Regions from separate parts of the Mus musculus genome. Here regions 1, 2 and 3 are each linked to region 4. The links are chromatin contacts, called in public promoter capture Hi-C maps. All regions are on one chromosome and are shown on one strand. The core of a region is the stretch at or near the end of the contact, and the rest is flanking DNA. Distances in the headings are between cores, read along the strand shown.

The links. Promoter capture Hi-C pulls out the DNA fragments that hold promoters and counts their contacts. Capture Hi-C pulls out chosen DNA fragments and counts their contacts.
Region 1: a contact with region 4 is called in a promoter capture Hi-C map of liver, with 2.6 times the contacts expected there. The contact joins the promoter of Rflnb here to the promoter of Smyd4 in region 4. A contact is called at or near these places in 3 of 39 promoter capture datasets (liver and pre-B cells).
Region 2: a contact with region 4 is called in a promoter capture Hi-C map of liver. The contact joins the promoter of Vps53 here to the promoter of Smyd4 in region 4. A contact is called at or near these places in 1 of 39 promoter capture datasets (pre-B cells) and 1 of 9 other capture datasets (liver).
Region 3: a promoter capture Hi-C map of neural stem cells shows a contact between it and region 4. The contact joins the promoter of Cluh here to the promoter of Smyd4 in region 4. A contact is called at or near these places in 3 of 39 promoter capture datasets (liver, neural stem cells and pre-B cells).

Annotation. Positions count from the first base shown.
Region 1 is chr11:76,023,890-76,030,241 of GRCm38.p6, forward strand. Rflnb (refilin B) reads right to left here and starts at 3,893. Exons shown (of 3, transcript NM_029658.1): 1 at 3,539-3,893; 2 at 1,059-1,168. The coding sequence starts at 3,748.
Region 2 is chr11:76,175,854-76,181,907 of GRCm38.p6, forward strand. Vps53 (VPS53 GARP complex subunit) reads right to left here and starts at 3,785. Exons shown (of 22, transcript NM_026664.4): 1 at 3,560-3,785. The coding sequence starts at 3,646. It also overlaps a transcript of Tlcd3a not described here.
Region 3 is chr11:74,647,228-74,653,633 of GRCm38.p6, forward strand. Cluh (clustered mitochondria (cluA/CLU1) homolog) reads left to right here and starts at 2,277. Exons shown (of 26, transcript NM_001081158.3): 1 at 2,277-2,467. The coding sequence starts at 2,368.
Region 4 is chr11:75,343,480-75,349,692 of GRCm38.p6, forward strand. Smyd4 (SET and MYND domain containing 4) reads left to right here and starts at 4,954. Exons shown (of 11, transcript NM_001102611.1): 1 at 4,954-5,272; 2 at 6,190-6,213. The coding sequence starts at 6,202. It overlaps Rpa1 (replication protein A1), which reads right to left and starts at 4,904. Exons shown (of 17, transcript NM_026653.2): 1 at 4,747-4,904. The coding sequence starts at 4,779.

The DNA.
Region 1 (6,352 bases), core at 2,643-5,142, 680 kb after region 4:
CATCCCTTAGTTGCTGCATCATCACCGTCATCATCTTATTATTTTGGAGCAAGGTTTTGCAAAGTAGAGCAACCTAGGCTGGAGTCCCCCATGCTCCAGCCTCAGCCTCCTGAGGGCTGGCTGGGACTGTAGGTATACACACCATTCATGGCTGAGGGGGTTCATATGTTCTGAAAGCAGCGCAGTGACGACTTGGGCGCATTCGTATTGCAGCTTCACAGATATCAGCATCTCGACAAGCGTTGCGTGAGTGTGAACCAGCTTTGTGTCTTTCTCCCCAGAGTCACAAGACTCTGATGGGAGCTAATGTCACAAAGTCATGTCCCAGTTTTGTCAGAAATACAAGCTCCAGGGGAATAAAAGCCTAACCTGCTCACCTCTAAATGGGTGAGCCTCCCTCTGTTCCTTATCAAAGGCTCCTTTGTGCTCAAGCAACTGAAACTGCAGCTACAAAATCCCCAGTCACCAAAAGTAAAATTCCTTTCCCTAAAAAGACAGCTCTTTGCGGGAACGTCTCCACAGCAATTTGCCCTGATAATCCTGGTTGAGATCATTCCCAGAGGACTTGCCCAGTGACATAACGTGAGACAGGTCATAGCACCTTGACTGGGGCTGGGGGTAGAGGGATGCGTGGCTTCTAGAAAGAAGAATTAATAAATTCAACAGACAGACTCTTTGGCTCCCCATGGCATGGTATATGACACACACAAAGAACATGGCAGAACTTTATCACAAAATCCCACTTAAAAAGAGTGTCCACATTAGGTGTAATGCTGTACACGCTCAGGAGGCTGAGACAGAAGTAGCCTAAGCTCGAAGTCAGCCTGAGGTACACAGTGAATGCGAGGCCAGCTAACGAGACACAGCAAGATTTCATCCCAAACTTTAAATGGCTATATAATGGAGTCCCTATATATTTAACTAGTTAGAGCATAAGAAAATAAGTCAAACTATTAATGGTTTTCTGTGCATTTTCATAATTAACCTTTTCAAAAACAATAAGCGATTATACTTGGGTTTTTTTTTTAATATTTTAAGAATAGGGTCAGTATACTCACTTTATTTCCTTTGGTGGCAAGGGGTCAAACTCAACTCCTTCGCCGAAGGACAGGGGACAGAGTCTCGGTGAGCAGATGGCAGCTAGCGAGTGGGTCAGAGATGCTGGGTTCTTCCGGGAGAGGAGAGAAGGGATAAAGCTATGAGTGACCCGCCTTGTGGTGACCACAGTCTGGCCCTACAAAGGACAGGGCTGGCCCATGGCATGAGAAGAGCATTAGACAGGGCACCGAAGGTCAGGGTTCAAATCCCAGATCAGTCTAGTGCCCCTCCCTACTTCTCAGTGACATGCACGCATGTGCACAGTAGGCACTGTCCATCCTAAATGGGCTTTGTGCCCTCTGTAGAGCTGTGTCACACGTCCTATGTCCTTATCTGTGTGCTGGGGGGAGGGGAGGGGTGCCCCCCTTCCCATCACCGAAGGTTTGAGAAAGGCAGAAGAGGAAGCTGACCTGATGAACACACTATGTCCACATCAGGACTGACGGGAGGGCCCTGTGGCAAGAAAGCCCCACAACTCAGACTTAACTCTTCAGAACCCTCAATTATGCAGAGCCCCTCCCCCCACGCAGTTGTCCCAGCAATAGTTAGAGAAAGGCTAAATCCTAATGCCAAGAGACAAAGCTTCCAGGAGTTTTGTTTTTAAGGTAAAGATCCACCTCTGCTTCCCCATCTCCTTTGCCTCTGGGGTTGATATAGCGGCCGCCATCCATGCCAGAGGGTCCCCACAACTGTTAACAGTGGAGGCCAGAGATGCCTTCGCTCTGGGTCAGGCCTCCACTAACCAGAAAGCTTAGTGTGTGGAATACAGCTTTGACAAATTCAGGCAAATTCAGGTGACCCTCTCTGGTCCCCCTCTGTGCTCCAGTGCAGAGATAAACACAGTGTGGAAGGACCTAGCAGCCCTTTGTACTCTCTGGTTCTCCGAGAGCTGTCATTTTCTTTGCTTAATTTAAGAGCAAGAACTCCATTTGTGCCAGGATGTAGAAGAGGCAGTCCCACCCCTAGGACAGAGAAGGAGGCAAGTGTTTCTAAGAGGTTGGCTCAGGGATCTTTACTGTGTTACCAGCAGAAGATGCAAAAGCCAAAAGCATGTTGGGGAGCTGGGGTACCATTCCAGGGCTAGGATGGAGTTTACTGAGACCAGTGGGGGAGGGGATATATAGTTCAAGCTAAAGGAAGTGGACAGAGGGTGTGCATGAGGTGAGGCCACAGAGCTCTCCTACAATTCCAAGACATCTTTCTTCTAGGTGTCCATACTGGTTTCTCCTGTCCTGCCTCCTTTGTATCCCCATCCCTGCTCCCCAGACAGACATTCCCTGGGTATCCAGGGGTGGGAGAGAGTCAGTGCGCTATTGGGTCAGCAGCAGTGATAAGATAGACCCACACAGAGACACTGAGCCTGGACACCAAGCCACAGGTTCTGGAAGAAGCCTGAGAAAGCTCCCCCAGGAGGCCACATAGTGAGGAAGGGCCACCAGGACTTGAATGGGAAAGGTGAGAGGGTCAAGGTTCATGTCAGGTGCAGGAATCCATGTCAGAGGCACCAGTGAGTGTCTGATCGGTGGTCAGAGCAGGAAAGATGAGAGAGACTGAAAGACCAAGCTGAAGCAAGTTTCACCTTGGAGTGGAAATAAAAGGTGCTGGTTTTTGCTGGGACAGGGTCAGTAGGTCAAGAAGGCCCCACACCAGCAAAGCTCCATTTTGGTCCTTAAGCATAACACTTGCCGCTGACCTCCCCATGGGAGGCACAGTCACAGCTCTCCTTCAGTCTTACTTTGAGCTTCTACTGTAGACAGGATGTGGCCTTTCTTGAGCTGTGCTCTGAATATCATCACCTGAACAGATCCCAAGACAAAACAGACTTGGGAGTTTTTCTTGCAAAGAGTTTAAAGGAAAAGAAGGAAAAGGATTAATACTTTCAAAGCCCTGGCCACCTGGAGGACGCTGATCTCATTAAGTGCAGAACACTGGCTGGGAAAAAAAGACCTACCAGACCCTGAAGACTCTTGTGTGTGACTAACCCCAAAGGCTGTGGTCCGCCTTGCGCCAGGAGCCCAGAGCACACCCCTCTCCCAGGTCCCGGCAGAGGGAGGCCGCTTTGGGAGCAAAGCCGCGGGGCGTGGGCCCCCCGGGTGGGGAGGGCCCGGGATCCCTGTCCGTGTCCCGGGAGCCCCACCCAGCCCGCCCCAGCAGGAATGTGGTCGAGCCGCAGCCTGGCAGCCTCGGGGGCCGCCACCTCGAAGGGAGGAGACCGCGGCTTGCCTCTCCCGGGGCTCCCGCGCCTCCCAGGCGATGACAATTTTCCAGCCACTGGCTCCAGCTGGCCAGGCTCTCTCGCTACGCTCCCGCCCCGGCTCCCGGCGATGGCCACGCCGTCTCGACGGGCGGGTGGCCGCACCGACTGCGAAAGCTGGAGACTCCCCGGGGAGGGCTGCGGGTGGGCCGGGACTGGGAGAAGTCCGCGCGGGAGGCAACTCACCGGGACTATAGGGGTCACCGCCGCATCGGGCTCCAGCGTCCCTGCGACCGGAGCGCGCTCCCCACCGCCGCCCGCCGTCGCTGCGAGCCCCCAGTGGCTGGGGCTAGGGCTTGGGGGCAGCCCCGAGTCCGGGCTGTCCAGGACGCCGTCGCCTTTTTTCTTCGTGTCCACGAGTTCAGGGACATCCTGCAGGCTCAGCCGGCCCACCATAGCTGCACGTGTGGCGGGACCGGGCACAGCCGCCGCGGTGTTGGAGTGCAAGAGAGGGCCGCACACGCGGGCCGGGGCCGCTGCCCTCCGGGCTGCCCTCCTTGCCCCGCCGCCGGCGCGTTGTCCGGGTGTCGCCAGCGGCCGCGCTCGTTCGAGGCCCCGCCCTCCGCCCCGCCCCGAGGGCTGGCCCAGCCGCGGTGACCGCCGAGAGGCCAAGCGCCAGGGGCCGCTGCGCTCCCGCCGCGCGCCGCCCAGCTCGTCCGAGCGCCGATCTTCCCGCGACGGGCCTCCCCTCCCACCTCCCCGGCATGCCGCGACTGGCAAAGCTGCGAGGCTTCGTCCGGCCCCGCACCCTGTCCCTATGGTCCACGGCGATCCTTGCTCCATGCACTGTCCCCCGGCCCCCGAGAGGTGCTAATATCTCTAGATCTGGCAGCCCAGAGCCAAGGAGTCCCAGTCTGCAGAGGCCGGGGGCGGGGGGGGGGGGGGGGGCGTGGGGAGAGAGGACGAGCAAACAACTGGAAATTATTAATACTTAATGCGCTTCGTATGGCTCCAGCGGCCTGTTGGCTCAGCAGGGCCTGCTCTGGCTCTCACGTCTGCCCCGGAGGAGAGAGGGCCTACTCCTCCGGACTCCCGGGGGCGTCGATCACTCCCTGGTCCCGGGCACAGCTGAACAGGCTGTGGCCAGTCCAGGCAGGGAAGTTCTGAGGGTGTCACAGGCTTGGATCTCCCAAAGAGACCAGCAAACAGAGCAGCTCTCTTAGGGAGTCAAGATTCCCCTTATGGAGGCCACAGTCTATTCACTCACAGGAACTTTCTCCCTCTGTCCTATCAGAGGGAATCTCTTCTACAAACAAAACAAAACCTAAACTCAACAGCAAACAGACTGTGGTCCTTCCTGATAGGTTTGACAGAGAAGCTCTTCTTCAGTGGGAAGTAATTGAGTTGGGGTGTGCCTAAAATCATTGTCTTTTCTTCTTTCCTTTCCTTTCCTTTCCTTTCCTTCCCCTTCCCCTTCCCCTTCCCCTTCCCCTTCCCCTTCCCCTTCCCCTTCCCCTTCCCCTTCCCCTTCCCCTTCCTTCCTTTCTTTCTTTCTTTCTTTCTTTCTTTCTTTCTTTCTTTCTTTCCTCTCATGGAGATGTCCCGGGGTCAACACCAAGTGCCACGTGCTCCACCAGAAGTCTTCCCTGGATCACCTTCGTGGTCCAATCCACATCTTTGCAAGAACAAAGAACATCTGTCCTGCTTGGGGCAGATTTGTTAAAATATATATATATATATATATATATATATATATATATATATATATATATGTTCAGAGTGACTAGATCTACCAGCAAAGTTCAGTCCTCCTTTCTCTCTACCCATCATTTTTGATACGGAGAGAGAAGGGCTTGCCTTTAATCATGTGATGGATAGAAGGCAGCTTGCTAGGAACAGAAAGCCAGGGTCATTCCTTCTACAGAGGATACATCCTGTAGGGGGCTGGACTGGGAGGTTGTTCATTCATTCAGGGGTGGTGGGAATAGGTTACAAAAATCTACAGTGTACAGTACTGGACAAGTGTCTAATGCAAGGACAATCTGAGGTGTCACACTTCCCTACCCCTGTTGACCTCAATATCTGTACACCTTGCAGAACTGGACCCCCACATCAGAGGAGAAACCTCTGTGCTTTCTGAGGGTGTGAAAAGTGGACTGGTCAGACTGGGAGAGATGACCAGGAAGGTAGCAGTTGCTCCAAGGAGATGGTAACCTCCTGCTTCACCAGGCCAGAAGAGCTGGAGGTCGGGACAGAGAAAGCTCAGAAGCTGGGCCAGGAGGACCACGCCCCATCTCAGTGCGGATTGTTGTGGGGGCAGTTTGGGAGGTGCCTACTTTGGGACTTGCTGACTCCAGAGCTACACTGCCACCCTCTGAGCACCATTCTGAGGCCACACTGCCACCCTCTGAGCACCACTCTGAATACTGATCTACATTCCGGCAGAAGACCCACGGAGACATCAAAGCTGCTAGCATGAGCAAGAGAGCATGAAGCTGCCAGACTTTAGAGGCTTCAAGAGAATTCAGGGAGACACGGTTTTGGCACACTTCCTCACTGCACCGGTGATCAGAAAGCAGCTGGCCCAGGATATCAGAGAAGCTTCTGAAATCCAGGAGTAGCAGTCATCAACCTAGACACTGGGAGTAGCTGATTTTACAACCTGTCTGAGTTCTGTCTGTCCACCAAAAACAACCTCTCCCAACTCTTTCAGTCACAGACCAAACAGGGCATCCTCCTGCCTCTGCAGAATTACCAAGCAACTCTCAAAGCATGAGCTGAGCATCCCATCAGTCCTCCCTCCCTCCCTCCCTCCCTCCCTCCCTCCCTCCCTCCCTCCCTCCCTCCCTCCCTCCCTCCCTCCCTCTCTCCCTCCCTCCCTCCCTCCCTCCCTTCTTTCCTTATCTGTTTAACACTGATGTATGCAGAAATCAGCAGGGCTTGGAGGAGAATCAAACATAGGACTGTTCAGGATGCAGAGGTCAAGGTGGTGAACCTCTGTCCCATTCAGAATCCCCAGAATCACCCATAAATCTCCTGCCGATAATACTATCTGGCCAG
Region 2 (6,054 bases), core at 2,535-5,034, 830 kb after region 4:
GGTCATTACTGTCAGCTACATAGCAAGCCTGAGGCAAGCCTGACTTATATTGCCCTTCTCTGGGCTGCTGAAACAACTCAATGGTAAGATGTCTACCCAGAGGCCTCAGGTTCAATCCAAACACTGTGAAAAACAAGAGAAAAGCTTGATTACCTCTATGTACAAAAACAGTATGTATGTATGTGTGCGTGTGTGTATTTTATGTAGAGCTGGGGCTCAAACCCTGTGCCGCATCTATGGCTAGGTAATCCTGTACCACTTAAGCAACAGCCTCGGCTTGCCTTGAAGGAATCTTTATGCTTCAGATAGTATTAAAAAAAAATGGAGAACTAACATTCAAGTTAACAAAAGAAAACTATCTTGAGAAATATAACTCACAAAAGTCACACAAGTCCTCACAGAAGTCACAATTTGAAAACTGTGTAACAAGGTGGGCTACAAAATGCTGGAGCATGGCGGTATATGCCTATAATCCTAGCACTGGGGAGGTGGTGTGTGTGTACATGTGTTCCAGAGTGATTGTGGAGGATCAAGAATTCAAGGTCAATCTTAGTTACATTGTGAGGGCAAGGCCTACATGAGACCCTGCTTCCAAAATATGGTAGTAGAGTGCAACAGAGACTAGCAAAATTAGACTCAGCAGGTAAAGTAATTTCCTCTAAGCTTGATGACCTGAGTTCAGTCCCTAGGCCCCACATGAATTGACTTAACTCTGCAGTTTATCTTCTGATCTCCATAAGCACACTGGTGCACAAGTATACAAATGTAATAATAAAACCAAACCAAACAGATAAAGAAAAGTGATCCTATGGGTTCTGATTTTTACTAGCGTAAGACAAATAATAACCGTGTAAAGCAATCTTCAGCAAATCTTCAGTCTGTGGAATATAGAGTTAAAAATCCGGAGTTGGAGCGATGGGTTAAAAGCAATGGCTGCTCTTACAAGAAGACTTGGGTTCAGTTTCTAGAACCCATATGGTTCCTTGCAACTGCCTCCAAATCCAGTTTCAGGGAATCGACTGCATCTTCTGGCCTTGAAGGGCTCCTGAATTTACATGGGGCACATAAACTCATTCAGGCCCAAACATACACACATAAACAGTAAATAAGTAATTTTTTTTTTATTTAAGAATAAACACGGACAAACCAATGACTTCCTAGGAAAGGTAGAAGAGTCACAGCTTCTAGGATGTGGAGGGCAAGCAGAGGCAAAGGCAGTGAGAGGTGGAGCTTAGTCGTTTCTTTTGAAAGTTTAGCATTGCACTTCTGTGCTGCACACCTAAGGTGAGAATACACCACACGTACAAGTGACACATACATGCAATTATAGAATTAATGAAAAGCCCTTTGCAGAGGGAGTGCTGGGAACAGGGCCTGTCATTGTGAGCTGGTATGAGGAAGTGGGTTATTCACTTCCTAACTGCTCCCAGTTTCTTCATTCTTCTCTTCCTGTTCCTGGGTCTAATCCCAGGCATTAACAGATTTCACACAACGCAGCCCTTGACTTAAGCTACTTCATCCGGTGACACCTATAGAGAGAATGCCAGGCCTCAGTGTTGGCAGAAAAATTCTAGATTTACCAAAAGATGTCTAGACACTGTACTGCATGGGCAGTTTAAGGGATTTCAAGGGGACTCATGCACAGGTCACATACACAAAAATACAGTACAAATCTTAAAAGGTTGAGAATTTTTTAAAAAGATTTATTTGTTTTATGTATATGAGTACACTGTAGTTCTCTTCACACACACCAGAAGAAGGCATCAGACCACATTACACATTACAGGTGGTTGTGAGCCACCATGTGGTTGCTGGGAATTGAACTCAGGACCTCTGGAAGAGCAGTCAGTGCTCTTAACCGCTGAGCCATCTCTCCAGCCCAAAGTTGAGAATTTTTGCAATTTGGGTGACACTAAAGAATATCCCTGGGGGCTGGTGAAATGGCTCAGTGGGTAAGAGCACCCGACTGCTCTTCCGAAGGTCCGAAGTTCAAATCCCAGCAACCACATGGTGGCTCACAACCATCTGTAACATGATCTGACGCCCTCTTCTGGAGTGTCTGAAGACAGCTACAGTGTACTTACATATAATAAATAAATCTTTAAAAAAAAAAAAAAAAGAATATCCCTAAGAGTCTTCTCTTCCCAACAAGAAGTTTTTTGTTGACTAAAGTCTCCTGTCAACTATATTAAGATGTATGGTCATAATATTAGAAGTAACTGTGTAGGTTTTTGTAAGGTTTTGTTGATAGAGGGAGAAAGATCTTCCTTAAGGGAACTGACATGGGGTTATAGTGTAAGAAGAAGCACATTAGGAGCTATGGATATTGCTTTGTGGTAAGACACTTATCTCATGTGCCAAGGATTTGTTCAACCTCCAATACTAATAAAAAAGAAAGGAAAGAAAGAGTGTGTCTCATTTAATGGCTATTGGGAAGGTAGCCCAAGTAAAATAATTCTACTACTAATAATTAGCATATATGGACCATTAATACTTTATTTTTTTGTTTTTCAAGACAGGTTTCTCTGTGTATCCCTGGCTGTCCTGGAACTCACTTTGTAGACCAGAGGTTGGGGAGACGTGTGCATGTGTATGTGTGTTTTGTCCAGGAGTAGTTTTCTCCCTCTATTTTGAGGATCCTGGGGAAGAGACTCAGGTCAGCAGGCTTGGTGGCACAGTGCCTTTACCCACTGAACTATCTCACTAGCCCTCAGTCTTTTAGTTATGGTACAGATTTGTCTTAGTTTGCTTTACATTGCTGTGATAACACAGCATGACCAAAAACAACTTGTAAAGTAAATAATTTATTTGGATTACAGGTTATAGTATGTCGTCATCAGGTGAAGCCAAGCCAGGAAATGGAGCAGAAATCACGAAGGAATGTTACTTACTGGCTTGCTTTCCATGGCTTGCTCAGCTTGCTTTTCTATACAATCCAGAACCTGCTGCCCAGGGGTGGTACCTCCCACAGTGGGCTGGGCCATTCTACAGCATCAACCAAGAAAATGCCCCCACAGATTGCCCGTGGGCCAATCTGATGGAAGCAATTCTCAACTGAGGCTTCCTTTTCCCAGATGACTCCAGCGAGTGTCAAGTGCGCGCGCACGCGCACACCAGCACAAGGGTCATTTTCCAGTATGCCGCCCCACAACCCTATTCTGTCATTCGTTTCCGCAATGGAAGTATCCCACTGCCAATTCCAAACCACTCCAAGAGTTTAACCAGAGAAATGGAAGAAGCCGCACTAGCTGGAAAATGAATAGAGTCTTAAAATCAACCATAATCCGAATTCTCTAGTCACGGGGCTCCCTCTAGGTTTATCCTGTCAAAGAGGACAGCTCGGCCCAAACTCAGCAGGGCGTAACAACCTCGGAAACACAGAGCCTAGAGAAGACGTGTTCGGTCCCCAGGCTGAAAAACCCATCCCCACCTTTACCACCATCCAGACTTCCGCTCAGCATAAGAACCGCCACCTTTCCAGCCTAGCAGGGGAGATTCGACCCTGGCCTAGAGCTGCCCCTTCCACCGCAGCTTCCTCCCGAGGGGGTGGAGCGCTCACCTGCTCGATGGCGAGTTGCACCTCTGGCGTGAGCTGCAGCACAGCCTCCAGCTCCTCCACAAACTCCAGTTCCTCCTCCTCCATCATCCCGCCGCTCAGCCCCCGACGCCCTCTCCAATCCTGCTCGCGACCTGTCTGTCACCAGGACCCCAGAAGAGCAAGCCTCCAGGTACGGGGCTCGAGGGAGCCGCTACTTACTCGGCTAGCCTGGCACTTCCGGAGAACTGGGCACTTCCGGGAACCGGGGGACTCTGGGATAGCGGAGGACTGACTTCCGCAGGCATGGCTGTCAAGTCCCTGGAAAATCTCCAGACAACCCTTAACCTCAAGTTCCCTGTTCGCACGCGGCGGGTTCTTAAGATTGAAAGCCCTCTCTTCTTCGCCCAGGGCGCATCCCCCACCAGCGCCGTAGTGTCGCCCGGGCGCCCCAGAGAGCGGTAGCCACGGCAGTGTCCCAATGGATGGGCAATAAGCCCCGCTGGCCATGAAGCCAACGTGCAACCCGCTCGCTGGATCCCCTTGGTCTAGGGCAGTCTGTGTCCCCCTGCCATCGGGAGTGAAATGACCCCAGCTGGTAAGTGGCAGTGTTGCCAAAGACATTTGAGGTTTGGGAGAGCTTCTGCTCCTTAGATAAGGATCTACTGGGCAGAATTGTCTGAAGCCTCCTCGCTAGGGTGGGGAGTAAGGAGAAAAGCGACCCAACGCTGGGAAGTGTTTGGTTTTTGAGACCGAATGTCCGGGCTGTACATCCTTATTTACACCCTTGATAACCTTATGATCTTGAACAAAGTATTCCCATCTGCCCTGCTTACACTACGTTAGATGGGGTGACATTAAATATGGAAGTATTATGCAAACTTAGGCAGGTAGTACAGGAAATGTTAGGGTGTTTAGCCGCGTACATTACAAAAAGAGGAGCCAGATAGCCCTGTGGAACCGCTTTTCCAGCAGGCACTGGAACAATGATGGAATTGCAGCCAAGGGAAGGGTTGCCTTACCAGTTCAACATTGTGAAAACCTCGACAGAGGAGTATCTGGCCCTGCTGAACTTTTTTTTTTTTTTCCGTACATATAGTTTTATAAAAATTGCTTCAGGAATAATATAATTTGCTTTTTTTTTTTTAGTTTTTAAAAAACATTATAGTTTTAGGAATGGAATTTTATTGTTGTTTTAGTTTGCCCCCCAAAAATGTGTGAGTAGTATAAGTTTTAGCAACAGCAACAAAAGAATGCTTTAAAATATAATTGCAGGAGGACTGTGAGAGACATCAAGATGGCTCAGCCAGTAGAGCATTTGCCCTCAAGCCTGATGCTTGAATTCATCCATCGAACCCACATGTTGATAAGAGAGTTCTAACTTCCACAAGTTACCCTCTAACCTCCACACATATATTATTGACTCATAAAAGTATTATTTTGACAATTATTTAATGACATAGCGATATATGCACAGTGTATTTCAGAAAGCAGAATATTTATTTCTGAGAGCAAAATTGGCTGGGTGTGATGGTACAAGCCTATAATCCCAACACTTGGAAGGTGAAGAGTAGGTGGATAAGGAAAATGTACTGTCTCAACCAAAAGCAAATGACAGGGAAATATATTTTTTCTTTATTTTCCCACACATCTACAATCAACATATGGTACTTTTTTTTGTGTTTGTTTGTTTGTTTGTTTGTTTTTCAAGACAGGGTTTCTCTGTGTAGCCTTGGCTGTCCTGGAACTCACTCTGTAGACCAGGCTGGCCTCGAACTCAGAAATCTGCCTGCCTCTGCCTCCCAAGTGCTGGGACTAAAGGCATGCGCCACCACTGCCCAGCTTTTTTTTTTTTTTTTCTCCATATGGTACTTTTATTATCAGAAACCATAGGTGCTGTCTGGATGTGGTGGCACATGCCTATAAATACCAGGATTCTGGGACCTGAAGCAGAAAGATGGAGAGTTTGAGGCTAGCTGGACTATGTAATGAAATTCTGTCTTAAAAATCAAAAAACAAAGGCTGGCAAGATAGCTGAGCCATTAAAGATGCTTGTTGTTCTTCCAGAGGATCCAGGACTTAAGTTCAGTTTCCAGCACCTTCATTGAGCAGCTGGCCACCGTGGAACTCCAGCTCCAAGGCATCAGACATCCCCTCCAGGAACACCCACACACAAGATGCACATATACATAATTTAAAAATAAAGGGGACAGAGAGATGGCTCAGCAGTTAAGAGCACTGGCTGATCTCCCGGACGACCTGGATTCAATTCCCAGCACCCACATGGTGGCTTACATCAGTCTGTAACTCCAGTTCCAAGGGAGCCAGCACCCTTTTATAGCTTCCTTGGACACCAGGCATGCACACGGTCTACACATATACATACAGGCAAAACACCCATACACGAAGAATTAAGAGATAAAAATAAGGTAAAGCTGAAAGGTGAAAGCGGGGTAGAGTGAGAGGAGAGAGAGAGAGAGAGAGAGAGAGAGAGAGAGAGGAAAGCATGTGTATCATTC
Region 3 (6,406 bases), core at 1,027-3,526, 700 kb before region 4:
ACCCAGAAGCACTCAAGGTGTGCCCTGAACACTCAGACAGTCTTGCAGCCTTGCACAGGACATTGCTTGGAGCTTTCCAGGTCAGCAACTGCACACACACACACACACACACACACACACACACACACATACTCACTCACTCACTCACTCACTCACTCACTCATATACACATGTGCGTACATGCCATATATACATACATATAATTAAAAGTAAAAACAAAAGCACAGGGCTCAGTTAGTAAAGTACAAAGCCAGGCATAAGGATAGTCCCCTACAATTCCAGCACCCAAGATGGAAACTGGAGAATTCCTCAGATTTGTTAGCTAGCCAGCCAGCTTAGCTAACTGCTGAGCTCCAAGTTCAGTGAGAGTGTGAGAGAGACCTTACTTTAAGAAATAAGGTGAGGTGAAGGACATGCACTCACTCACACACACACACACACACACACACACACACACACACACACACACAATAAAAATGTAGTAAAGGCAAGAACACACAAACATGTATCTACACACAGCAAAACACCTGAGATTCAGCAAGATGATAGTGATTTGCTCAAGTTCACTACAAGAGACAGGTACGGGTTCCTAGGGACTGACTTCCAGTCCACTTCGATGTCAGGTCCACACACACCTTGCTTGCCTGCCTTTTGTTTGTTTGTTTGTTTGTCTGTTTGTTTGTTGTGTGTTTTCTTGAGACTGGGTCTAGCCAGGAAGCCCAGGCTAACCTTAAACCCTTTATATTCTCTCCTTGCCTTCTGAGTGCTGGGATGACGGATGGAAACACTGAGCCAGGTTCCTGCTGCCTGATTTCTATGTGCACCCAGCAATAAGGTCTTGGTCATTCTTCCAACTTCCTTGTGCAATAGCCTGAAATCACTTCTCCTTAGTCCTGCTCAGTTCTCCTTTGCCCTCACATAACAGTCAAGAGGATCTTTCTGACACATACATTTCTCTCCTCCCTCTCCCTTCAATGGAGGGTTCCTTCTTCTTTTGGCTTCAGTTCTCATCATCACATGTGCTCTAGGGGCAAACTGAACTTCCTATGTATTCTATTCTGACAGTGTGTTACTATGTAGCCCAAGCTGGTCTCCAAATTCAGGTCCTCCAGCCTTTACCTATCAAGAACTGGGATTGCAGGCCCTTGTGGTCACACTAGATCTCTAAAAGGAAAGCAGATTTAACTTTCCTTTGCAATGTATACAAGGGTGTATGTAGACCGCTCCCATCTCAGCCTCAGATTGCCAGGGTCCATTAAATCCTAGCAAGTGTAAAGACTGTGTTTAGTGTTTCACAAAGGGCTTTTCCACCTGTGCATGGAAGGCTTACCCTGTCCCCTCTCTGCCTGAACATAACTGTCTGGATAGACCTGGTTTCAATATCACCTGAGACTAGGGTTGTCTCTCAGCAGTAGACACCTTTACCATGCCAGAGGTCCTGAATTTAATACTCAGTAGGGCACACACAAGAAAAGTACCCCCCCTCCCCCAGCAATCATGGACCTCACTCCTTATTCCCCACCCAACCAAAAGAACTGAAAAATAGATAACAACTATAGTAAGGATCTATTTATTGGTCTAAATCTGAACTTGTTCTGTGACTTTGGCCCTCATTGTCCTTCACTGTAAACCAAGATAGTGGCCTGGAAGTGAGTGAGTGTGTGTGTGTTTTACACAGATAGGGGAGGAGCCCATGGTGCTGAGTCCAAGTTTTCATAGTCTGTTTCTGACACTTTATGCATATTTGCAACCTGCACACCTTCCTCAATAATCCACACTTGATCTTAGCCAAAAGGCCTAGAAGCGATCTTCCTCAATAATCCAAATACACTCTAGACCCTTCCCTTCAGTAGGAAAGAGCCCACTCGGTGAGGAGGATACAGAGGGTCGTGATAACAAAGCTGCTTTAGAACGACGCGGTCTTTTGGCAGATGCTCAATAAGAAGCAGAGGGTCATTGGGGGAGGGGGAATAGGGAGCGAAGGCAGTCCTAGACAAGTCTCCACCCAAGGTCACGGCGCCCGCCCAACGGGCGGCGAACCTAGGAAACGTCTCCCGGAAGCCCCGCCTCACCAGGGGGCCGAGGCCTCTCCCCTTTGAGCCCGGACGCGTTGCCTTTAAGGCTTTGAAAGAGTCACTGAATCTGTGAACTGACTACGGAGTGCTCGGTGTTTTGTCCCTCGTCGTCTGCCGTGGGCAGGCCGGGCGCGAGGGCGGGGTAGGGGAGCGGCGGCGGGGTCAAAGGCTAAAGCGCGCACCACGTGGGCCGGTGACTCCGTCCTTCCCGCAGCGGCCGTGGCGCGCAGGGCACTTGGGTTAGTGGCGCGGCGTGCGGCGCGGACAGGCGAGCCGGACGCCTGCTCCCGCCATGGTCATCAAGACGGACGAGTTGCCGGCGGCCGCCCCGGCCGACAGCGCCCGGGAGCACGGCTCGCAGGCCGGCGGCAAGGGGCGGCCGAACGCGGCTGGTGAGTGAGTGGGCCGGGGGCAGGGACAGCTGGGCTAGAGCCCGGGCCGAGTCCGGCCGGAGGGCTCGGGACTCGGTGGGAACAACCGTCTTCCCTCCGCGTCAGTGTGGGCGGTGCACTGGGCCGCCCCCGCCCTGAAGGTCACCTTCAGTGGCACCCCCGGCTACGGCCTGGACTTCGCACGTGGGGACCGTGGAAGGGCATCCACGGCGGACACACTCGCGCAAGATCGCGGGGACACGTGCGCGCACACGCGGTTTGGTTTCAGGGTGCGCCGCCGCCGCAGACCGATGGAATCGGCGGCCCCACCCCCTCCGCGCCCCTGCTTGGGGAGCTCTTGGGGCTGGGGGCAGTGACACTTGCGGCCCTGCCACCTTCTGGTTCTCTTGTCCTAGACGTTCCTGTGCGGCAGAGCTGCAGCACTGTGAGTGAGGCTCAGTTTGGAGCTGCCCAAACTTGGACTATGGGAAGAGCGCAAGTTGGGGTGTGTGTGTGTGTGTGTTATTGGGGTGGGTTGTCTCTGGTACATTCTTAGAGACAAGGGCTTAACCCCAAGTCATCAGGCTGTGGTCTCAATTCTTTTAGTTACTGGCCTCCACTTGATCAGGGGTTTGGGGTCCTGCCTGTGTGTGGGCAAAGCCTAGCTGTTTGTCAGGGGGAGGTGTTTGTGCCTGAACTTGATCATTAACCTGCCTTATTGCGAAAAGTGGGTCAGACTAGAGCTGCTGTTTTTTTAAGGCAAAGGTCATTAGTGTGGAGTGGAGCGCCCAGCTCTCCCCCGTGGGGGCTGTGTGGTGGTGGCTTTGGGAGTGGCAGAGGCTTGTCTAGGGGTGGGGCCTACTTCTCTTGTACTTAGCCTGTGCCCTTTCTGTTAGTTTTTTACCAAGTCTCAGGCTCCAGCCTTGAAACTGGAAACCCCTTCCTAGGGCCTCCTCACTTTTCCTCAGAGCCAGCCTGGTCCTTTCTACCCAGGATGCCAGTGAGTGCAGACCCTCTTTATCTCTCTTTTCCTCAGCTCATCTCCTTATTCTTCCCAGCTCCGGTGAGCAGACTAAGGCTAACACGGGAGTAAGGATGGCCCTAATGGGCCTAGCACTTGCTAGACTGTTATCCATCACAGTGGACTTACCTTGCCCAAGACAAGGCCTGAGTTGTACCCAAGCACAAGAAGTGCTGAAAAATGTCGTGGCTCTGAATCCATGGGCAGGCTGGGTAAGAGAAGGTTAGAGCTGCCTGTTTCCCCTCCATCAAAGAGATCTGAAGAGATATGAAGCAGCTTGTCCAAGGTCATAGTGATTTCATTGTCCAGGGAAGCATTTGGATTTCCAGTTTACGGCTAGCATGCCAAGTCTACCCCAGCCCAGCCTAGAGGAAGCTGAGGTGGGCATGCTGGGTTATTATGTATGTGATTCAGGGGATTTAGGAACTGGAATGGTAGTGGAGGATTTTTGATGAATGAAGCTCCCTTAACTATATGCTAAGGGACTCTTGGGTGTGTGTGTGTGTCAGGGGGTGCTGGGTTGGGGTCAGAGCATAGTTCTTCATCTTGGGGACACACAGGACTTTCTACTTGGTAGGATCTTGGCTTCTGTGTCCCAGAAAACTGGTATAGATAACAGACTATCCGGCCATCTTGGATCTGTTCAAAAGAAGAAAGACATAAATGGAGCCTGTGTCGTGTTTGTCCTGCTCCCCCTGCCCTCCCCCACCCATCTGCTATCCCATGGTAAGGTTTCTGCATGGGTATCAAAGTGTAGCCCCTGACCCACAGCCCCTCTTTCTAGAGCTCTCCAGTACCTTTGAGGAGGCGATCGAGGCAGGCCAGGGACAGTTACCTTAAGAATAAAGTAACTTTTAGGGGTTAAGAGAACAGGCAGGTTTTTCAAGTTCACAGTGGTGTGTCAGGTTCCTTCTGTACAGGGGAGGGCTCCCTGAGTTGGGCGTGGAAACTGAAGGGGACTTGGCAGACGAGGGGAGAATTTAGGGGCTTATAAGCTCTCCAGCAGGATCTTAAAGCTCTTTTTGGGTGGTGTCTGAGAAGACACTTGGACCTTGAAGACCTATTTCTGGTCTGGGGAAACAGGAAGGAGGCAAGCAGGATCTTCCATAAGCTGTCTCTCTGCCTCTGTCCTCTTGTCTTGAAGCCCTGGGTTCAAGGATGGGGCAGTGTATCTTTTGGAGTTCGACTTCCTGTTCTGCCCCTACCTGCTGATTCCTTAGCTAGGGTGTGGCCTGGCCCTGGCATAGTCTCTGAAGATGCTGTCAGACTGGAGTGGCATACAGAGACTACTTGTGGTTACTCAGACCCCTTTGTAACTCCTGCCTGTGACCATCTCTGGCTAGGGGAGTGCTGTCTAGGCCTAGGAAGGCTGTGTGTTGTCTTTCCGCTCGGATCTCTCCTAGAGACTGTAGGTGGAGGTTAGCAGTGTACTAAGTGCCATTTAGGCAGTTAGTCCCATTCTGCAGAGGATTGCCTTTTTATTTCACTTCCCTAAAACCTAGGTCTTCAAAGACCTCTAGGATCTGAGTGCAAGGGAGTAGAGACTTGGGTCATCTATGGCCTCATGCACCACCTGGACTGAGTCCTTAGGCTTCCAGGGGAAGGCACTGCTGTAGCCTGGTCTCTTGGGGAGAATGGCAATAGACCTTACTCTAAAAGTAGCGTGCAGAGGTTGGGTTTGGAACTTCGACACACATCCCTTTTCCTAGACTTAGCTTCACAGCCTTTTGCCTCTGTGACCTTGGACAGCTCACTTATAAGCTGTGTGGAGCTTTAGTTTCCTTGAATGAGATGGGATAGTTGATTTGAATATGGTCCTTCTGGGGAGATGGCCTCAAGTGAGCACTGGCTTAACGTTAACTTGAGTGAGACTCCTTTAGCATTGTTACCAGGCTGCCTGCTCCCCTCCCAGGATTAGGGTGTGTTTGAAGAGGGGGTTAAAAGGGATGGAGCTCTATCTGGATCTGACCCTTCTTGCCTCAGGTCATAGTGTGAGGCTCAGAACCTGTTAGGGCTGAAGAGAAGCCAACGGTCTGCTTAGCTGTCCCTGGGAATGGAGGGCCCTGGAGTGAGAGCCTTGTCCCCCTTTCCACCCCCATGCTGGTTAGTATGGATGCCAGAGCAATTCTCACTGGGCCCTGGCAACAAGTCAGAGGCCCTGCGAATGCGCTCTGGCGAGGCTGGGCATGCTGCTTCTCCACAGTGTGATGGCCTTCAGCCTCTTGCTGGCAGCTCTGTTTTTCCCCAGGGGAGACATTTGGTTTTCTCCTGGTGGCGCACAGGCTGCTGGGAAGAGAAGAGGTAGTCTGCCAGCTTCTTGGTGCAGCTTGAAGTCCTGAGGCTTGGGTGCAGTTGTCCTCTGGGAGATTGGGAGCCCATCCCCCTCTCACTAGAACCAGTGACTCTCAGGAAGAGGCCAGCTGCCAGGTCACCTGCAAGAGACAACAGGAGCCAGAGGCCCCAGCCAGTCCTTTGACCTAAGAGGAAAGCAGGGTGCTCTGTCGGTAGCTGGTGGACCAGGGGTGGCTATCTGATGGCCTGGGCCCGGGTCTGTGCCAGCTGTTGTCAGCAGCTGGCTGAAGCAGTCCTGCCTACCACTGGTGTAGATGGAGCTGAGGAGAGGACCCCCTTGCTGAGCTCTGCTCCTGCCAGCCTGCCCCCTATGCCTTCTGTCCACAGGGGCTCAGGTACCCCAAGTGCTGGGTTCCTATGTTCCCCTAATGGCTTTGCTAGCAGTGGTTCCATTTCTGAGGTATGTGGGGAGGTGGGCCTAAGTACTAGTAGTAGTTCTTTCCAAGGTCCTGAAGCCAGTGGGGCCGCCTGGCCCTCAGTTGTCCTTCTGCCCGACCTTGAACAGAATGAGAGGCAGGGGGAATGTGCCCTTCCCGGGGCTGCCCCGGCAGGCCTGGCCCCACTGAAACCTGAAGCCAGCTGGAGCT
Region 4 (6,213 bases), core at 3,704-6,203:
AGGCAAGTTGGGGGTGTAGCTCAGTGGTTGAGTGGTAGTCTGGCATGGAGTCTCTGTGCCTGATCCTTAAAAACTTAAATAAAAAGGCAACACTGTTTATGAGAAGATAATGGAGGTATTTATATTTAACAGAAGACAAAAAAATTCTTCTAGTTCATTAATGCTGCAACCAAAGTTTCTGTTCTCCAGGACCTGCTCCAGCTCTGCAGCTAATGCCAGCCTGGAGTTCCTGACCCCTCTGCTGCTCCAAGCACTGGAGTGACAGTCACATGCTACCACGTCCCAGAAGAAACCCAAATTCGAGGGACCAAAAGATGTGGACACTTCACAAGATGTACAAATAAAGACACTGAAGGATGTTCAGTGTCCTTCCTAATCAAGGAAACACAAATAGAAGCCCAGCGGTGAGCTAGCCTTGCACGTACACACCCACCGGCATAGTTAAAACCAGAAAGGGACGACACAGAGCACTGGCAAGCAGAGTTCTCATAAACACTTTGGAAAAGCTGGCGATTTCTTATCAAATTAAGCATTCAGTTTCCATATGACCTAGCAATTGCACTCTCAGATATTTATCTGTAAATATCTGGATTACTTTGCATGTACAAGAAATTTAATACATATTACATAATTTATGTATATATTATGAATAATTTATATGCAATATATTTAAATATTTATATGCATAAAGATCTGTATATAAATGTTCAAAGCATCTTCATTTATAATAGCCAAATATATATTTATATATAAAGCCTGTAGTCCCAGCTACTTGGCAGGCAGAAACAGGAAATGACTGAGGCCAGAAGTTCAAAGCCAATCTGTGTAGCGTGACAGTGCTTTTAAAAAAAAAAAAAAAAAAAAAAAAAAAGCAAACCACCAACCAAAGCAAACCCAATGAACTCACTATGTAGCTAAGTATCAACCCCTCTACTGCTACCTCTCAAGTTGGGACATCACTGATCTGGACCAACCATCAAATTACTTTTGTGCGGTGCTGGGGATTAAGTTAGGCAAACTAAGTAATACTCTACCAACTGAGCTATAGCCTTGGACTTTTTTTTATCAGTTTCCTTTTTTCTTACTACATAGTGTCAACTTTCAAATTCTGCCTTAAGAGTTCTTTGTTTATGGGAATTTATGGGAATGTTCCACAGAACCCATCCAGCGGAGTTCTGGCTGTTGTTTTTTAATCTTTATTCATCTTGCGTGTGTGTGTGTGTGTGTGTGTGTGTATGCGCGCGTGCTCAACTTGCAAAATTGCAAAATTCAGTCTCCTCTTTCCACCCTGTAGGTCCTGGGGATCAGACTCTGTTAGGCTTGGTGGTAGGTGCTTTACTGAGCCATCTTACAGGCCCCCCATGGACAACTTTTTCTTTGAAAAGTTGTTTCTGGCTTGGGTGTGATAGCTCACACCTGTGACCCTACCACCACTCAGGAGGAAGAGGTAGGAGGACTAACAGAATTGGAAGCCAGCCTGGACTACACAGTGAGTAAAGGCTATCTATATACTCACCACATGGCAAGACCCCGTTTTAAAACACTGGGCAAGGTGAAACAAAAGTCAATTAATTTCACATAAAGTCAATAGCTTCATTAACGGCCTAGTTATCTTTAAAACTGTATGCAGGTTAGTACTTGGTTTCAATTTTATTACTTTTTCTCTGGAACATTTAAAAGTACTTTAGGGGCTGGAGAGTCAGTTAAGAACAGTGGCTGCTGCCAAAGGACTGGAGTTCACTCCCAAGCACCCAGGTGGCAATCACAACTGTCTGTCATCTAATTCTAGGGGATCTGACACCCTCACAGACTCACAGGCAGTGGAACACCAATGTACATAAAATAATAATTAAAAAAATGAAATAAAATACCAGGCAAGGTGGCACACGCCTTTAACCCCAGCACTCAGGAGGCAGAGGCAGGCAGATTTCTGAATTCGAAGGCAGCCTGGTCTACAGAGTGAGTTCCAGGACAGCCAGGGCTATACAGAGAAACCCTGTCTCAAAAAAAAAAAAAAAAAAGGACTTTAAATTGGGCTGGAGAGATGGATTAAAAGCATTGGCTGCTCTTCCCAGAGGTCCTGGGTTCAATTCCCAGCACTCAAATGGTGGCTCACAACTGTCTATATCAACGCAATCTAACACCCTCTTCAGGCATGCAGGTTACATGTAGACAAAACATCCATATGCATAAAATACATAAGTAAATGAGTCTTTTAATGTATACTAGAAGCTGGGTGGTGGTGCATGCCTTTAATCCCAGCACTTGGGAGGCAGAGGCAGGTGGATCTCTGAGTTGGAGGCCAGCCTGGTCTGAGTAAATAGAGCCTTGTACTTCTACTTATCACTACAGTTACATTTTATAACTTTGGGCCCTAGTGCTTCCATTTTCCACTGTTTGCTTAACCACTGGGGCCTGAAGCTTTTGTGCTGACACTTTTGTTCGCTAATCATCAGGCAACCAATGGTCTCTACACTCCATCACCATCAACACAAACAAAACAAAACACAACACTACGGATCCTGGCATGGTGGAACATCTTTAGCCCCAGTACGTGGGCTTGAGTTCAAGGCCGGCCTGGTCTACATAGCAAGTTCTAGGATAGTAGGGATAGTCTTTAAAACAAAACACTATTTTATTTATGAACAAAACATGTAAAGAAAGAAAAAAAACTGCAAATTTATCTATGAATGAAGTCTAAGTAATACTTCAATATTGGAAATAGCTTTCTAAAATATTTTTATTTAAAGAAAACTCAGCAAATTATTCAAACAACCTTATAAACGTTCGTTATAAAAGTAAAGAATTATTTGCAATTGCCTTAAGGGTCCAAGGTGGCAGCCTCTTAAAATTCAGAACAATCCAAGCTTCACATTCCAGTTCAACATTTCTACAGCCCTAACGTATTCAAATACCTCCATTCTGACAACTGTTTCCCCTCTTCTTTTCTTCTAAGCTGCTTAGATGTCTGTCCCAGGCTTTTCATGATTTTAGTCATTCACACAACTAGCAAACATTATCTAGGGACTAAAACTTGCCAGATACTGGGATATCACCCTAAAGGGGGACTGAAAGTAGCTGCAGGCTACAGTCTCTACAATCTCCTGAATGAAATACAAAGTAGCTAATATTTACCAAATAAACATGTACACCTGTGATGATTGCTAGCTGTACTAGCAGAAGCTAAACACTAAATCTAGAAACTCAGTCCTCCAACTAGCCCCTTGCTCGGCTTCAGCCTCATTTTTACAAACAAGGGAAAGAGTTTGGAATGTTGCCCAAAGCCATACATAAGTGAACAAAAAGGAGTTGGAGTCTCCAAATGCATGGATTTGGGCTAGTTACTTTGCCAACCAACTCAGTAACAACTGAGCTGAACAGGAACACTGTGGTAGCAAAAGAAACTGGAACTATCAATGGCCTCTAGAGCAAAAATATATTTAAAAAGAAAAAAACAAACAAGGCCTGGCAAGGAGACTGTGAGAAGAGTGTGCTGACTGAAATTGACTAGTTCAGCCAACAAAAGACTATTCCAGGGCTGGTGAGATGGCTCAGTGGGTAAGAGCACCCGACTGCTCTTCCGAAGGTCAGGAGTTCAAATCCCAGCAACCACATGGTGGCTCACAACCATCCGTAACAAGATCTGACTCCCTCTTCTGGAGTGTATGAAGACAGCTACAGTGTACTTACATATAATCAATAAATAAATCTTTAAAAAAAAAAAAGACTATTCCAGTGGGGATGGAAAAGTTAAGTGTGGAGTTAAAATATACTTCAACTGGTGATGGACTAGGTGTCCAGAGTCGGGCAAAAGGATGCTCTGTGGTAGAGGTGCCTGCTGTGTAAGCCCAGCTACCTGAGCTCAATCCACAGAATCCACAGCGGAGTGGGAAGAGAAACAACGTCCCAGAGTTGTCCTCTGGCATCCGACGCACATTCGCCATCCCCAAGATGTCATACATATGTGTACATACTACACACTGGCGCACGCGCACACACACTCTTTTTTAAAATTCAGACTTAGAGGGACATAAAGGATTTGCTCTGATATATGTTCAATTGAAAATGACTTTGAAGATAGAGGGCAGATCGAAGGAAGCTCAGCAGGAAAGAATTAATAACATGCAGGTGAAGGGCTATAAACTAGTCTGCAGAGGGCCTTGGCTCGACAAAAAAATCTATGGGGTTTGCCGGTAAAATAAGGAAAAAGTTGTCAACATGAAACACAGAACACTAGCAAGAGAGGAGTGTTAGCAGAAAGAAGCCAACAAGCTCAAACAATTAGGTCGGCTGAAAAATTTTAAAATGTCTTCTGATTTGGCTACTGGGAAGCCACTGGTGACTTCGGTCAGCGTTTTCTCTCTCGTGACCAGAGAGATGTCTAGTAGCAATAATGAGTTAGGAGGATGTAAAAGAAGTAAAACAGCCGAAAACAAGTCCAAAAAGTTTGGGGTGATGGAGAAAGGGAGGAAACAGAGGCCGCCGAAGATAGACAGCGGCATGTTTATTTGTCTTGTTTTCTTAGATGTAAACAAACTAAAAAAACTCGTGAGTTCTTCTGCCAGTACCGGGTTGCCTCCAGCATCCTCTGATGGTCTTAGAGACCCCGGGATGCTCCCCCGCGGCCGTATAATTTCCTCCCTGACGCTCTCCCGATCGACAGCGGCTCCCTCCCCGGGTCCTCTTTGCACCGCTCCAAGGCCGCGCTGCTAGGGCCATCGAGCCCGCTCAGGGTCGTCTCCTTACCTCGATGGCCCCCTCGCTCAGGTGTCCCACCATGGCTGCACCGCTAACTCCCGCGCTCGCGCTCTTGCACCGCCTGAGCTTCTCTGCCGGGGTCCCGCGGGCTGCTCAACGATTGGCTAGAGCAACTGTGCGTGCCGATCCGCCCCCAGCGTGAGCGCGGTGCGAGGGGCGGGCCTAGACGCCGATAGCCACCGCATTGGCTACCGCGCGGCAGGCAGAGCACGTGACTCTTCCGAGGCCGGGTTCGAGGCCTAGTGGCGGGATGGCGGGACGTGAGGGCGGGGCGCTGGGTCGCAGTGCGCCTGTGTCAGCGCGGTGCTACTGAGTTGTTCCCCCGCCAGCTGTCGGAACTTTGCCCGCCCAGTCCTTTGGCGGACAGACAGAATGGCAACCCAGGGAACAGTCGGAGCTCTCCCCTGGTAACTGCTGCTAAATATAGTCAAAGCAGTGACCTGGGTACTTCTTCACGCAGTGCGTGCCCGGCGCCGGTGCCAGGCCCAGAGCTTGGCACTGTGGGATAAACAAGGTAAATCAGACTCAGTCTCCGCCCTCTTGAGTTCCACCTGAGAGTTGTGGCCGCAAGGAACCCAGCCTCAAGGATGGTAGACGCGATATGGGCCACACATGTGGAGCTCCAGAGTGGGGGTCAAAAATCAATCAGGCTTTCGAGAGGCGATGCGGTTTGAACTGAGTTAAAGTGTGTGTAGAAATTTGTCAGGTGGATTCCAGTGAGGATAGTGATGTTCCTAAAAGCCCAAATGGCCTATGCAAAAGTATTGGAGAGCCTGGCGTGCTGGCTGGCTCTGATCTGTTTGTAATCCCAGCCTTTGGGATGTAGAAGCAGCAAAAGTTCAAGGTCACCCTTAACACCGTTGAGTTCGAGGTCAACCTGAACTAAATGAGACCCTGAAAAATCAAAATTTGGGACCCAGGCGTGGTGGCATTCGAGGTAAAAGCAGGCAGATCTCTGAGTTCGAAGCCAGCCAGGCTAACATAAGATCCGGTCTCAAAAAAAAAAAGTAATAAAAATAAAAAGGGAGAGAGGCTATATGAACTGAAAGAAAGACCTGGAGATCAAAACAGAAAACTGAGCCGTCTAAGAAATGAAAATATTTAACTTCATAGTTGCTGGAGTAAGAAGTCTGGAAAACTTTGGGCAACTAAGGTAAACAGGTCTAGAAAGACTGGAATAGTAGCCATCTACTGGTATTTTGATCTCTGTTTGTACAACCACAACCTACTATAGTTTCTCAAACAGTTCCAAAGAATATGTCTGGGTGAATTGGTACCACACCACAGATTAACTCTCCTTCAGCATATCAACAGCTATAGAAAACCCCAGAAGAAATGATTTTGGTTGCGTGTCACTTGGTAGGATGAAATCTCGATTTTCTAGAACTATGCATTAATAGAAAGCTGAATCTTCATGTTCTGACTTTACAGAGCTGCGGCAGCATGGATCTACCG